Regions from separate parts of the Ovis aries genome. Here region 2 is linked to region 1. The links are chromatin contacts, called in public Hi-C maps. All regions are on one chromosome and are shown on one strand. The core of a region is the stretch at or near the end of the contact, and the rest is flanking DNA. Distances in the headings are between cores, read along the strand shown.

The links. A called contact is a pair of places that touch in the nucleus more often than the background predicts.
Region 2: a Hi-C map of tail adipose tissue shows a contact between it and region 1, with 2.2 times the contacts expected there. The contact joins the enhancer-like site here to the promoter of CDYL in region 1. A contact is called at or near these places in 5 of 16 Hi-C or Micro-C datasets (hypothalamus, liver, mixed tissues and 2 more).

Annotation. Positions count from the first base shown.
Region 1 is chr20:48,818,648-48,824,996 of ARS-UI_Ramb_v3.0, forward strand. CDYL (chromodomain Y like) reads right to left here and starts at 3,034. Exons shown (of 7, transcript XM_027958623.3): 1 at 2,675-3,034. The coding sequence starts at 2,698.
Region 2 is chr20:48,904,875-48,911,223 of ARS-UI_Ramb_v3.0, forward strand. No RefSeq gene overlaps it. Among named protein-coding and RNA genes, the nearest start is that of CDYL, 86 kb to the left of the region's middle. Within about 2 kb of position 3,612, at least 15 of the 54 cell types and tissues checked have an H3K27ac peak or open chromatin away from gene starts, as enhancers often do. A contact at or near this core is called in liver and tail adipose tissue, where this site is marked.

The sequences.
Region 1 (6,349 bases), core at 1,784-4,283:
GTGACCATTTCACCACTGACCGAGGACAATCACTTCAGAGCAGAAACTGTGCTAAATGTCAGAGGCCTCATTTCTTTTCAGGTGAGAAAACAGAAGTTAAGGAACTCACCCAAGTTCAAGAGGCTACGGCAGACGCAGAAGCCCTGTTCTTACCATCCCAAGTTACTTCAAAAAGCAAGACTCTGAACTTCCTCTCTGTCAACATATCCCTGTGGAATTGTGGAGGTGGAGCCCCAAAAGAAACTTCGACTTCGATTTAAGCAGAACTGGACAAGACCAGGCAACTGGTGCTCCAGGAACTGGTTACTAACGTATCTTGGTGCTTCCCACACCGTTCCCCTCCCCACCTGACAAGCAGCCAGGCAGATGCAGTGTTTACTTCAAACAACTGCCTCACAAGGAATATTGCCTTGATTAACCCAGGACAACTCTATACCTTTAGAAACAAAACCAGACCTCAGAGAGGCATGTTAGATCAGTTAAAACACAATAACAACCATCTCCTTCTGAGCGCGCTCTCTGGGAACGGTGGGTCTGCTTTACACGTTTTTTTCATTTAAACTTCACATCTCTACGAGGGAAGCGTTTGATTCCAATTTTACAGATTGAGGACACTGAGCTTTCAAGGTTAATTTGCTCAAGGTGATGTCAATAACTAGGTTTTCGGCCTCCAAATCCAGGCTCTCAATCGCTACACGCAGGACTTTCAGATAAACTTGCAATCCTAATATAGACACACTGCTGCCTACAAGTAAAGGAGAAGTGAGAAAACGCATTGGGAAAGACACTGACCACGTTATTGACTGTCACCTCAACTGGACCCCCTGCAACACCTTTCCCCAAAATCAGAACTCCAAATGATGAGCTCCACTGTGCAAGTGGGTCGTTTCTCTGCGACGTGTGGGTCGTTTCTCTGCGACGTTCTTCATTCTCCCGACAGAAGCTCTTGGGAGGCACAAACCATTCCCATCCCTCGTCCCTCCCTGGCTCCCCACGGAGCGTCCACAGGGCAGGCATTCAATGACATGCTCTACGAACGACAGCTCGGCACAGAAGGTGACTTATAAATGAATGCTGCCACCAGAGCAGAAAGCCTGAAGATACAGGATAAACAAAGAACTAAATCTGGTTCATAATGCACTACTGGTCAAAATGCTGTCTCCAGAATAATTTGTGACATGTGAGATACAACTCAGGTATAAGGTGCTGCCCTCACCCAACACTAAGGGAACAAGTGACTCGACTGTGTATTTATAACCTCAAAAATGAAGGAAGCATGAACATTCAGGCCTAAAATCCTCACCAACAGTCTGATGTAGAAACCAAAACCCCTCTTGCCCTGGTGCTATGTACTCTCCCAGCTGTTACGTCTCAGCCTCTACTTCCGGGCCTTTTCCCAAACACCACTTTCTTTCTTAGAAAGAATGGAAGCTTGAGAACAGGAGATTTTTTTCCCCCCTTCTTTAGTACCCTAAATGGGGCTTCCCAAGTGGCTGGGGTAAAGAATCCTCCTGGCAATGCAGGAGACTCTAGTTCAGTTCCTGGGTTGGGAAGATCCCCTGGAGGAGGAAATGGCCACCCACTCCACTATTCTTGCCTGGGGAATCCCATGGACAGAGGAACCTGGTCGGGTTGCAGTCCACGGGGTGGCAAAGAGTGGGACACAACTGAGCCCAAATGACCCAAGACAGCATCTTGAATACAGCAGGGCACAGCCAGCGTGTAAAGGACTTGAGCATAATGGCGCACTTTCAGCCAGCCAAGGTACTCCGACCATGTACCATGTCGGGCAGACCACGGATTCTACGGAAGGCAGCCTCCTCCAGAGAACTTTCGCACAAAAAGTTGCTAGAAGGCCAGAACGGATGGTAACACACAGCCGCACGCTGTGCCAAGGGCGGTAACGCACCGGCAAGAGGGGACACCTCGGAAGACTCAGCCGGTTCTCATTAAGCGATCGCTGGGGGCCAAAGGAGCTCTACTCGTTACAGACGCTTCCTTACGTCCCTAAACATCCAGGTCCCTGAACGCATCGGAGGTGAACCCACGGAGTATCCACAAGTGAAGTCTCTTACGAAGCTGTATTTACAAACACGCACCCGAAAGCAAAGAGTGCTCTCCAAGCGTCTGCACTCCCCAGGAAGTCGACTTTGCAACGAGTCAAGAAGTTACATCGGGGCGCACAAGACACGCCTGGAGATCCAAACCAACAACCACACCGCTCCAAGTCGACGCTGGCAAACCCTTGGCCCAGAACTCGCGGTTCTGACGGGGGCCCCCTTCTCGAAGCTCGCACCACCACGGCGCAAAAATGAATGACGGTTGGAGCCGCGTTAGGTTTAAATTTCCTGGCTCCGGCCACAATACCAAACCTAATTAGAGCATGCGGTCAACGCTCGGCCCTCTCGGCGCGGTGTCGGGCAGCGCTCGGGTCGGCAGCAGAGTCGAGAGACAGTCGCACTCGTCCCCGCGCCCCCCCCGCCCCACAACCCCGCAGGCGAGAGCCCCCCACCCAGGAGTGCTCCGCCGGGCGCCCCCACGCCCCGCCGCCAGCACTCCAGCCCCGTCCGCGGTCCGGCCCCGCGGCCGGGACGCCCCCGGCCCGCAAACTCGGGCGCGCGCGCTTCCGTCCAGCAACCCGCGGCCGGGGCGGGGGCCGGGGGAGGGGAGCTACCTCGTACAGCTCCTCGGAGGCCATGGCGGGCGGCGGGGCGCGCGGCGCGGGGCAGGGCCGGCGAGGCGCCGAGCCGCCGGCGGCCCACACTTTGTTCCAGTCGGGTCCCTGCGTGGCCTGCGCTTCCTGCTCCGCGCGGCGCCGGGCGGGCGGGCGCTCACTCCCGCCGCTGCGGGCCGCCGGCCGGGTCGGTGCGCAGGAGCAGCTGCGCAACGCGCCCTCCGCGCCGCGCTCACTCCGCGGCGGGCCGGCTGGGGCTCGGGCTCATCGCGCCGCCGCGGGGCCGGGCCGGGCTGGGGCGGGCGCGGCGGCGGTGCACGGCGGCGCGCGGGCTCCGCGGCTCCCCCTCTCCGCGGTAGTGCAGAAAGCTTCCTACTTGCGGCCGAAAAACCTGCCCCGGCTACTGAGCATGCCCAGTGCGGCCGCCCGGCCCGGCCGAGCCGCGCTCCGGGTTTTCGGGCCGCCCGCGCGGGGTGGGGGGGGCGGGGCGGGGCGGCCGGCGGGCGGGGCGGCGCGGGGAGCGGCGGGCCGCGCTGGGGCTCGGCGGCCAGGCAGGCGGGCAGGAAGGGGCGGGGCCTGAGGCGGGGGCGGGGCCGCGAGCGGGGGCGGGGCCTGCTCGCCCCAGGGCCCTCCGGAGGTCGGGCAGAGCCGCGCGCCCGCCTCGACGTGGGGGGCGTGGCCGCGGCGCGCGTGGGAGGGGCCTGATCGCCCCAGGGCCCTCCGGAGGTCGGGCCGGCCGTGCGCCCGCCTCGACGTGGGGGGCGTGGCCGCGGCGCGCGGGGGCGGGGAGAGGGCGGAACCAGCTCGCCCCAGGGCCCTCCGGAGGTCGGGCCGGGCCGTGCGCCCGCCTCGACGTGGGGGGCGTGGCCGCGGCGCGCAGGGCGTGGCTTGTGGGCGGGCGTGGCCTGAGGGGCGGGGCCTGCTCGCCCCGGGGCCCTCCGGAGGTCGGACTGGGCCGCGCGCCCGCCTCGACGTGGGGGGCGGAAGGTGGCGGCTCACACGGGGGCGGGCACCGGCGAGCCCAAGGTTGGGTTCGGAGCCGCGCCGCCCGGCGCCCGCAGCCCGCCGCCCCGACGGCATTGGCGCGCGGAGCCCGTCCGGCCAGGGCCAGCCCGCCGAGGCCCGGCGGCGTGGCCAGGTGGAGCCCCCGCCCCTCCACGTGCCCGCCTCCCCCGCGGCCGCCGCCAAGACCCGGAGCCGGAGCGCGCTCCCGCTCGGCGGCAAGCCGGGGTGCGGGGGCGGGGGCCGGGGCGGCGCGAGGGCGCGGCCGCCTGAGCCCGGCCCGCAGCTTCCCCCGCGCCGGGCCTCCTTGTTCCTCTCGAGCGCCCGCCTCCCCCGAAGAGGAGCTGGGAGGAGGGGCCGGGCTCCGGGGAAAAGTCTGGGTTCCAAGGGAACGGGGCTGTCAGTCGTGGTTCTCCTGGGCGGGGCCGGGGGGGAGACGGGGGGGACAGCTCGGTGACCGGCGATGGGCAGGCTCCCTCTGCACTCGCCGCGGGAGAGGGGCATCGTGGACGAGGCCCCTGGGCACACCTGCCTGGACCCTGGACGTCTCCTCATCGCTGCGGAACGAGGAAGAGGCTGCGTGGCCCGACTGCCCCAAACGGCCGGCGACCGCCAGCCTCCCTGCGAGGAAAAGGGGACCTCGCGAGGCCCTGCGGACAGGCCGCTTCACGTGGCCCCCCATCAAACCCAGCCCTCTCCGCCCCCGGTGCATCCTCCGCCCCGGGCTCCAGTGAACTAGAAACCGACCTCCGAAAAACAAGGCTCCTCCCACCAGTTTCCTTCTTCAAACCCCGTTCGATGGTGCCCCGTACGCAGTTTAATGACCAAAAGGCTTCTCACAGACCCTGCTGTCCTTCCTGCCACACCGTCCTCTACCTACAAAAGAAGCTTGCCCCCCACCACCGGTGAACTGGAATTCCAGCGTCCCCACGCCCACGAACGAGCGCAGCGCCTGCCCTTAAGTCACTTCAAGTCGAATCACCATTGTCTCCACGGCGCCTGCAACCCCCTCTGCCTGGAATGCCCTCCCCCCTTTCAATCGTGAACTCCTGCTCCGACGTCACCCCAAAAGCAAAGCCTTCTGACTTCCAGGACCGAATGAGTCACCGCAGCCACTCGGCGCTCACCTCTGCGGACTCTGTTCTGTGCACTCTTCTCTCCCATCCCCCCGTTTCTAGACTACGACCTTCTCCCAGATCGCATCTTCAAGTTTGACGCTCCAGCCCCCACACTATACCTACAAAACAGGGTGTTTATTCTGTGAATTGGAATCCTGGCGTCCACAGCAAAGCCCCTGACACCTAATTCAGCTGATTCCATTATCTTACGCCTTGACAACAGCATCGCAAAGTTTCCACCTTCTCAGCCCGTCCAGGAGCTAGCTCCCTTTGACCGCCTAGCCAGTTCTCCCTCCCCTCCAAACACGAGCACCTCTTTTCCTTTCACTGAACATCTGCTACATGTGCTTATCGCCTCTGGCACACAGATTCGTCAACGGTAGTTGTAAGCTCCTTGAAGGCAAAGACTAAGCATCCTGTAGCCTCCAAGTCTCAAAAGTGGTGGTCGCCCAGCTACGCCGGTGCTCACTGACTTGCAGGAGGTGGTTCAGAGTCACATAAGTCCAAGAAAACACGAATAAAAAAAGAGGGACCCTCAGTATAAAGTGAACACACACATCTCAGCTAGAAACCCCCATACAGTCACAGACCGAAATAAATATAAAGCCCCCACTGTTTCTGAGGGGAGGGGAGCAAGACACCTGCAACTGCTACTCTCAGCTTTGGGGCTAGTCCATTTGATACACATGCGACCCTAACACAAGGAGACTTCCCTCACTGTGGGGAAAAAGGAAGGGCGGATTACAGCATTAAAAAAAAAAGCAACTCCAAAAAGCCGATGTATACAGACCTTCAATCCTGATGACCTGGATTATTTATGCTGCTGTGACCAGCATAAATATTAAGAGTAACCGCTAGGTAGAAGTCACCTCGGTAACAAGCCAGGAGTAAGCAAGCCATTCCCGTAAGCGCATGTCTCTCCTCCCAGGATGAGCCGGTTTCCATCTTAATCTAAGAGCAAGGCAGAGGAGACCTGTACTGAAGTACCCAACTGGTCACTGAGAAATTGAGCTCAGCTGTCCGCTTGGCTCCTCTCAGCCACCTAAAACACCACTGGCTTGTTTAATACCGTTTTGTTTTTGTATTCCACCTCGTTAGTTCAATCCGTCTTACTTTTAACCAAATTCTTCTCTCTCCCCTCACTCTTTAAATATAAACATTTTAGCGGTGCTCATAACAGAAGCAGATATGTCCAAGATCATTTAATGGCTTTAAATTTATACCACCTTTTATCAAAAAGTGAAGTTTCACAGTAGTTACCATGACCACGTGTGTGGGCGCTGTGAAAGTACTTTCTCGGTGAATTGAGAATAAAAGTGCAATCACATCCCCTAAACTCACCGAGGAAGATATCCGCATTGTGCCAAAAATACACGGGGCACAACGGTTTGTACTAGTGAAATATACAAATCTTAAAGATTACCGAAACGTCGAGAAGGAAGAAGATGCACACTTGTGATTAAAATACACATCTACCGGTTCTAAGCTTCAATTCTTACCTGAGGTGAGTGTGTGGTGGATACCAGCAGACACCAGCTATCTCCTTTTCCAAATT
Region 2 (6,349 bases), core at 2,362-4,861, 87 kb after region 1:
TGGTGCGGCCAAAAGATGAAAAAAAAATAAGATTGTACTGGATTTTTCAGTAGCAATGTTGAATATTAGATACCATTTCAAAAAATCTGGAGAAAAAATATTCCAGCAAGATAGATTCAAATGATTATATTGAAGGATATGTAAAATGCATAAAATCACATCTCCTGGGTGTAGGGCCTTTGGTCCCAAACTGCCACCTACCTTTTACACTCAGCTTGAAGGAGGTGCAATTCATGTACAAAAGCATCAGCTAGTTTGAAGTCTACTGCTCAATGGGTTTTGACTAGTGGTTCTCAACCAGAGGCAGTTTTGCCTCCCAGTATAGGTATCTGGCAATGTCTGAAGATGCTTTCGGTTGTCACAGCTTGAGGGGTGGGGCAGCTATACAGAGCAAGTGCGACAGAGGCCAGGGATGCTGTTGAACATCCAGGAATGGGCAGGCCATGCCTCAGAACCAAAAGTACGCTGCCGAGAACGTCAGGAGAGCCAGGGCTGACAAAGCCCGGCTTTGAAAATAGACGTGTAATCGACACCGTAATTGCGATACAGAACAGTTCTCACCTGAGGTTTCCGGTTCCCTTTTGCAGTTAATTCTCTCTACACCCTGCTATGCTTAGTTGCTCAGTCGTGTTCCACTCTTTGTGACCCCATGGACTGTGGCCCACCAGGCTCCTCTGTCCGTGGGATTCTCCAGGCAAGAATACTGGAGTGGGCGGCCATTTCCCCCTCCAGGGGATCTTCCCGACCCAGGGATTGAACCCAGGTCTCCCGCATTGCAGGCGAATTCTTTACTGTCTGAGCCTCCAGGGAAAATGCTGATCTGCTTCCTATCACTGTGGTTTTGATTTTTCTAGAATTTCACAAAAGCGGCCTCATCCTGTAGATAGCCTTTTGGGTCTTGTTTCTTTTGTTTGGCATAATGTTCCTGTGATTCATCCACCAGCAATTCAATCCCTTTTATTGCCTTGAAGAGTTCTACTGTATGTATGTACCACAGTTTGTTTATCTAGTCACGCAGTGAAGGAAAAGTTGGGCTGTTTCCAGTTTGGGGCAATTATGAAGAGGTCTGCTATGGACATTGATGAATATGACTTTTATGTGGACATATGTTTTCATTTGGGTAAATATATTTCGTTTCCTTTGGGTAAATATATAGGAGTAGAATTGATGGGTCATAGTAAGTATATGTTTAATTTTATAAGAAATTACCAAATTGTTTTCCACAATGAACACCATTTTACAGGCCCACCAAAAATGCTTAAGTTCAACTGCTCCATATGCTTGTCAACATTTGGTGTTGTCCATCTTTTCAGCATAAGCTTCTGTGATTAATGATTTGTTCAGCATCTTTTCATGTGCGTGTAAACATTTGTATAACATATTTTTCTAAAGTGTTTGTTCAACTCTTTCCCTTCTTACAGAAAGTATACTGATTATCAAATGTCGAACTCACTTTGAAGTCCTGAACATGTCCCCCTTGAACAAGATGTAGTATCCTTAAAAAGTATCGTTTGGTGTGTCTTGCCGATATTCTTTTAGGACTTTGAGCCTTTAAGTTCATGAAGAATATTTGCCATGGTTTTACTGCAGTTTACTTTGTTTGGTGTTGGAGTGATGCTGATTTCGTAAAATGAAATGAGAATTTTCTCCCTCCTATATTTTCTGAAAGTATTTGTGTCGGATTTGTATTATTTCTTTCTTAAATATTTGATGGAATTTGTCAGAGAAGCCATCTAGACCGGGCTATGTATGTTTATGAAGGTTTTGAATTACAATTCCATTTGTCTAATAATATGGACTTACTCTTACATTTTATTTCTTCTCATGTTTGTCTTAGTAATCTGTATCTTTTAAGAATGTGACTGTTTAATTTACCTTTTGGGAGACATATTCTTGCTCATACTCTTTCCTTACTAATTTTTAAAAATGTTTGTAGGATCTATGGCATTTTCCCTCTTCCATCCTGACCTGAGAGCCTTGTGAGGCCATTATTACTTTGGATAGGATCTTCAGTTTGTCGCCGAGTTTAGGTTAAAAGATTTGCTCAAGGTCAGGCCGGTGCTAAGTGCCAGAGAATGGACTCCAAACTCACTACCTCTACTAATTATGCCATAATATGCACAGTCACATCAGAAAACAACTTTGGGCGTGTTGATTTATTGACCCACATATATGCGTAGCCAGGACCCAATTACTTGGATGGTAGGCAGTAGGATGGGACATACACTGACTTTGGTTTGAACAGGTTTGAACAAGTGATATCACAACTGCTTGCTGCCTGACCTTGGGAACATTAATTTATCTGAGCCTCCTTTTCTCCACCTGAAATAAGATATGATTACCTTCCTCGTAGGGTTTTCTTAAGAGTGAACATACATAAAATGCTTGAACAGTAACTGGATGTTGCTTAATAGTATGGTCATTTTCGTTAACTATGAAAATAACTGAAACTATTTACTGATTCACACTCTGTATATGGGAACAGCAATCTTGACCCACTATCAAAAGGAAGATATTAAGCCTTCCTACTGGACTACTCCGTTTCACAAATGAAGCATGGATAGGTGAATGTCAAAGTTAAACTGAAATTATTTTAAGTGTTAGTTTGCTTTTGGAGGTCACCTTTCCAGGAACAGGAATCTTGTGAGAATTGAGCTACATCTGTATAAGTCCTGTTTTTTGAACAGCAGTATAAATGCAGAGAAAAACGTGGATAAATCAGTTAATGGTAGTCATCTCTGAGGGTTGGGATAATGGTGGGGCCATTCACCTGTTTGTTTGTTTTTTAGTGCTTAAAAAAAATAATGATGGTGACCTAGAGGAGTGGGATGGGAGGAGAGGGAGGGAGGCTCAGGAGACACAGGATACCTGTACACATACAGCCGAGTCATGCTGTTGTGTAGCAGAAGCTAGCACAGCATCGTAAAGCAATTAAACTCCAATTAAAAAATAAAAAACAGTGAGACAATACTACTTTCATAATCTGAAAAAAAGAATATGATTGAAAAAAGTTTGATGTGACTTGCACCAAGCCGGCTCCTCGAGACCATCTCTTCCCAGATGCTCCGCAGTCTTCCCGGCATTGACATCAGTGGAGTGGTCTCTAGATCCGGAATTTCTGTAAGCACCAGTCAGCCACTTGTGTCCTAGAATTTGCATCTGGTTTCCATAGCGCTGTGTCCCTTCCTTCTCTCCAGGCCTGGGAGCCAACACATTTTAGGATGAGAGCAAGTGTGCTCCTTTTAAAGGTGAGGTTTCACTGCCAGTCTTTCCAGCCTTGAACACGACCTCCTGAGGACATTATTGCTATTAAAACCGTTTTAATTAAACGTATTTGTAAACAGAGATTCTAAAGGGACTTGACTGTTATCTCACAGCCCAAGATGGCATTCGAACTTTGCCTTTCGTTATGCCTAAGAGTTATTTCCAAAGCCAACGCTGGACTCAATTTTACCCTTTCTGATCCTTGCTGGTCCATCCGGGTCTATCCGAGGCTCCCTTCCTGAGCTCCGTCTCTCCGTGTTTTCGCCTTTTCCGTTCTTTCTGGAGCTCCTGCTCTTCCCGGAGCTGGGAGGGGGTGGGGAGAGGCCGGCTTTGGCTCCGACAGCTGTGGGAGGAGCAGCGTGGCTTCCTGCGTCCCCAGGCAGCTTGCTTCTTCCGAGGGCTTTCGAGTTCGGTGTCCGGCAGCTGCTCCGAGGGTCCTAGAGTTTGAAATGCTTTCAGATCTCACCTTACTACCGTCTTAAAATGTCATCCTTCTCCAAGTTGACAAGCTCTCCAACCGGGAGGATGTCCAGGGGGTGTCGGTTCTTCTAGATGCTTCCCGGTGACTGATGGGTCCCTGGGCACGTACTCTTCTTTAGGTGATGCGCTAACCGACACCGCTGCCTCCTTCGCGAGTGTTTGGCTCTTGGTGATGGTTCGGGAACCCAACAAGAAGCTGGCTGTGCTCTGGGGGCCAGGCTAGGACACACCGCCCCCGCCCTTGACCCCGGGGAGCCTGGGTCACCCCCACTGGGAGTTTATGAGCTCTCACTATCTGGATTCAAGTTCACGAGATCCATACAGCATTTCATTCTCCACTTTTATGCTGGCTTGAATGTGAAACTTTAAAACAAATGACTTCAGGGGTGACTGCCCTTTAGAAAGAGTTGAGGAAATTTCAAAAAAGGATGTCACTAGCCATGTTCTGAACAAAGGGGAAAGTTGATGAGGTTACCCAATGACTCAGATTCCGGGGAATCAGCTGAGGGTTTCTGGCGGTTTCTGCCTTGTAGATGTGGATGCGTGACAAATCCTGTTCCTAAAGTCTTCCAGGCAAATGTCAGGGTGAGACCTGTGCGTACGCTTGCCAATTTGTTGTTGTCCAGTCGCTCAGTCATGTCCAACTCTGCAACCCCATAGACTGTAGCCCACCAGGCTCCTCTGTCCATGGGATTCTCCAGGCAAGGATACTGGAGTGGGATGCCACTTCTTCTCCCGGGGATCTTCCCAACCCAGGGACTGAAGCTGCATCTCCTGCATTGCTTTACCACCGAGCCACCTGGGAAGCCCTGAGTTGAGGTGTGGACACTGGCATTCCCCACCTGGAACCCTGGTCTGAGGCCCCCGCTGCAAGGCCTCTGCACGTGCCCCGCTGTGAGCCAGTGAAGCTACACTCAGTACAGAGGGAGAGAAAAGAAGCTTTGCCTTTATTACCCAGGTTCTCTCTTCATTTCCCCAGGAATTAGTAATAGGTTTTGCAGGCGACAGTGCTACAAAGGAGGTGTAGTGAGAGCAGGGATGGTTTTTATTGCTGCTTCTTGTTGGTTATCTGACATTTTCAGCCCCTGCCAGAGTCCAGTAAGAACAGTGACCTTTGAGGATAACCGTAAAAACTGCTAACATTCATTTTTGGGGACCGGCTCCGTGCACGGCTTCCCAGGGATCACTAAGGGTAAAGAATCCCCTGCAATATAAGAGACCCAGGTTTGAGCCCTGTGTCAGGAAGATCCCCTGGAGAAGGAAATGGCAACCCACTCCAGTGTTCTTGCCTGGCAAGTTCCATGGACAGAGGAGCCTGGGGGGACTATATCCTGGAGTCCCAAAGAGTCAGACACGACTGAGCTGGCACACACACTCACACTTGCATGGCCCTACCGGCTCCTCACTGCCCCCTGAAGGAGAGGCCACGTACCCGAGTGGACCATTTCTCTGCTGGTCCAGGGGCCGCGCTGGTGAGTTGTACCTGGATCTTTCACCTGCTGTGTTCAGGCTACGTCTCAACCTCTGCTGAAGGTCAGCGTGAGGAACAGCCATGCAATCCACGCTGTGCATTTCATTGTCCCATGGCCTTCAGAGGAACCATCTGTCATGGATAGTCTCAGAGCGAAGAAAAAGGCTGTCTTTCTTCATGCTTCCTTCTATTAGACGGGCACCTGGGCTTCTCGCCCGGGACTCTGACTCAGTAAGTGCGGGGAGGGTCAGATAACTGTGTTGGAAGTGCCCCTCCCTCTATGGATCTGCAGCACAGGGCGCTCAGGGGCCTCTCCTGGGGCTCTGTACCTTCCCCAGGTGCCCAGATCCTTTGGCCTCACCAAGCTGAGATTCACGGTCAGATACAGCTCCCCGCTGTGGACTGAATGTTTGTGCCCCGTGATTCAAATGTTGAAGCCTAATACCTAATGTGATGGATTTAGGAGATGGGGTCTGCGGGAGGCGATAGGCCATGAGGGCGAAGACCCTATGAATGGGATTTTTATCTTTATAAGAGTCTCCAGAGCTCTCTCCCTCCGTCCACCAGGCGTGGACTCAGCAAGGGGAAAGTGGGTTCTCAACAGACACTGAGGCTCGAGGTAGGTGCCTTGAGCTTGGACTTCCAGCTCCAGAACTGTGAGAAATAAAATTCTGTTGTTTACAAGTGTCCCAGTCTGTGGCGTTCTCTTTTGGCAACCGGCACGGGCTAAGATGCTTCCTTTTACTTAGGGTTTTAATAGAATTTTTCCTCCCTTTTCAGGCCGCATCTCTTGTTCTTTAATTTGTTGTTGTCATTTAGTCACTAAGTCAGGCTCGCCTTTTTGCAACCCGTGTACCGCAGTCTGGAAGGCTCCTCTGTCCATGGGATTCTCCAGGCAGGAATGCTGGAGTGGGCTGCCATTTCCTCCTCCAGGGGATCTTCCCTTGATCCAGGGGATCAAGCCTACGTCTCCCGTGTGTGCAACACTGGCAGGTGGATTCTTTACCACCGAGGCAGCAGGGAGGCCCATTTTAAAGTTTACTTTCTAGTAACATTTTTTGTTGTAAAATGTCTCAAATCTGTGTTTGGCATAAAAACAAACTAAGGGAAGAATGAGTGTCATTGTCCACCTAA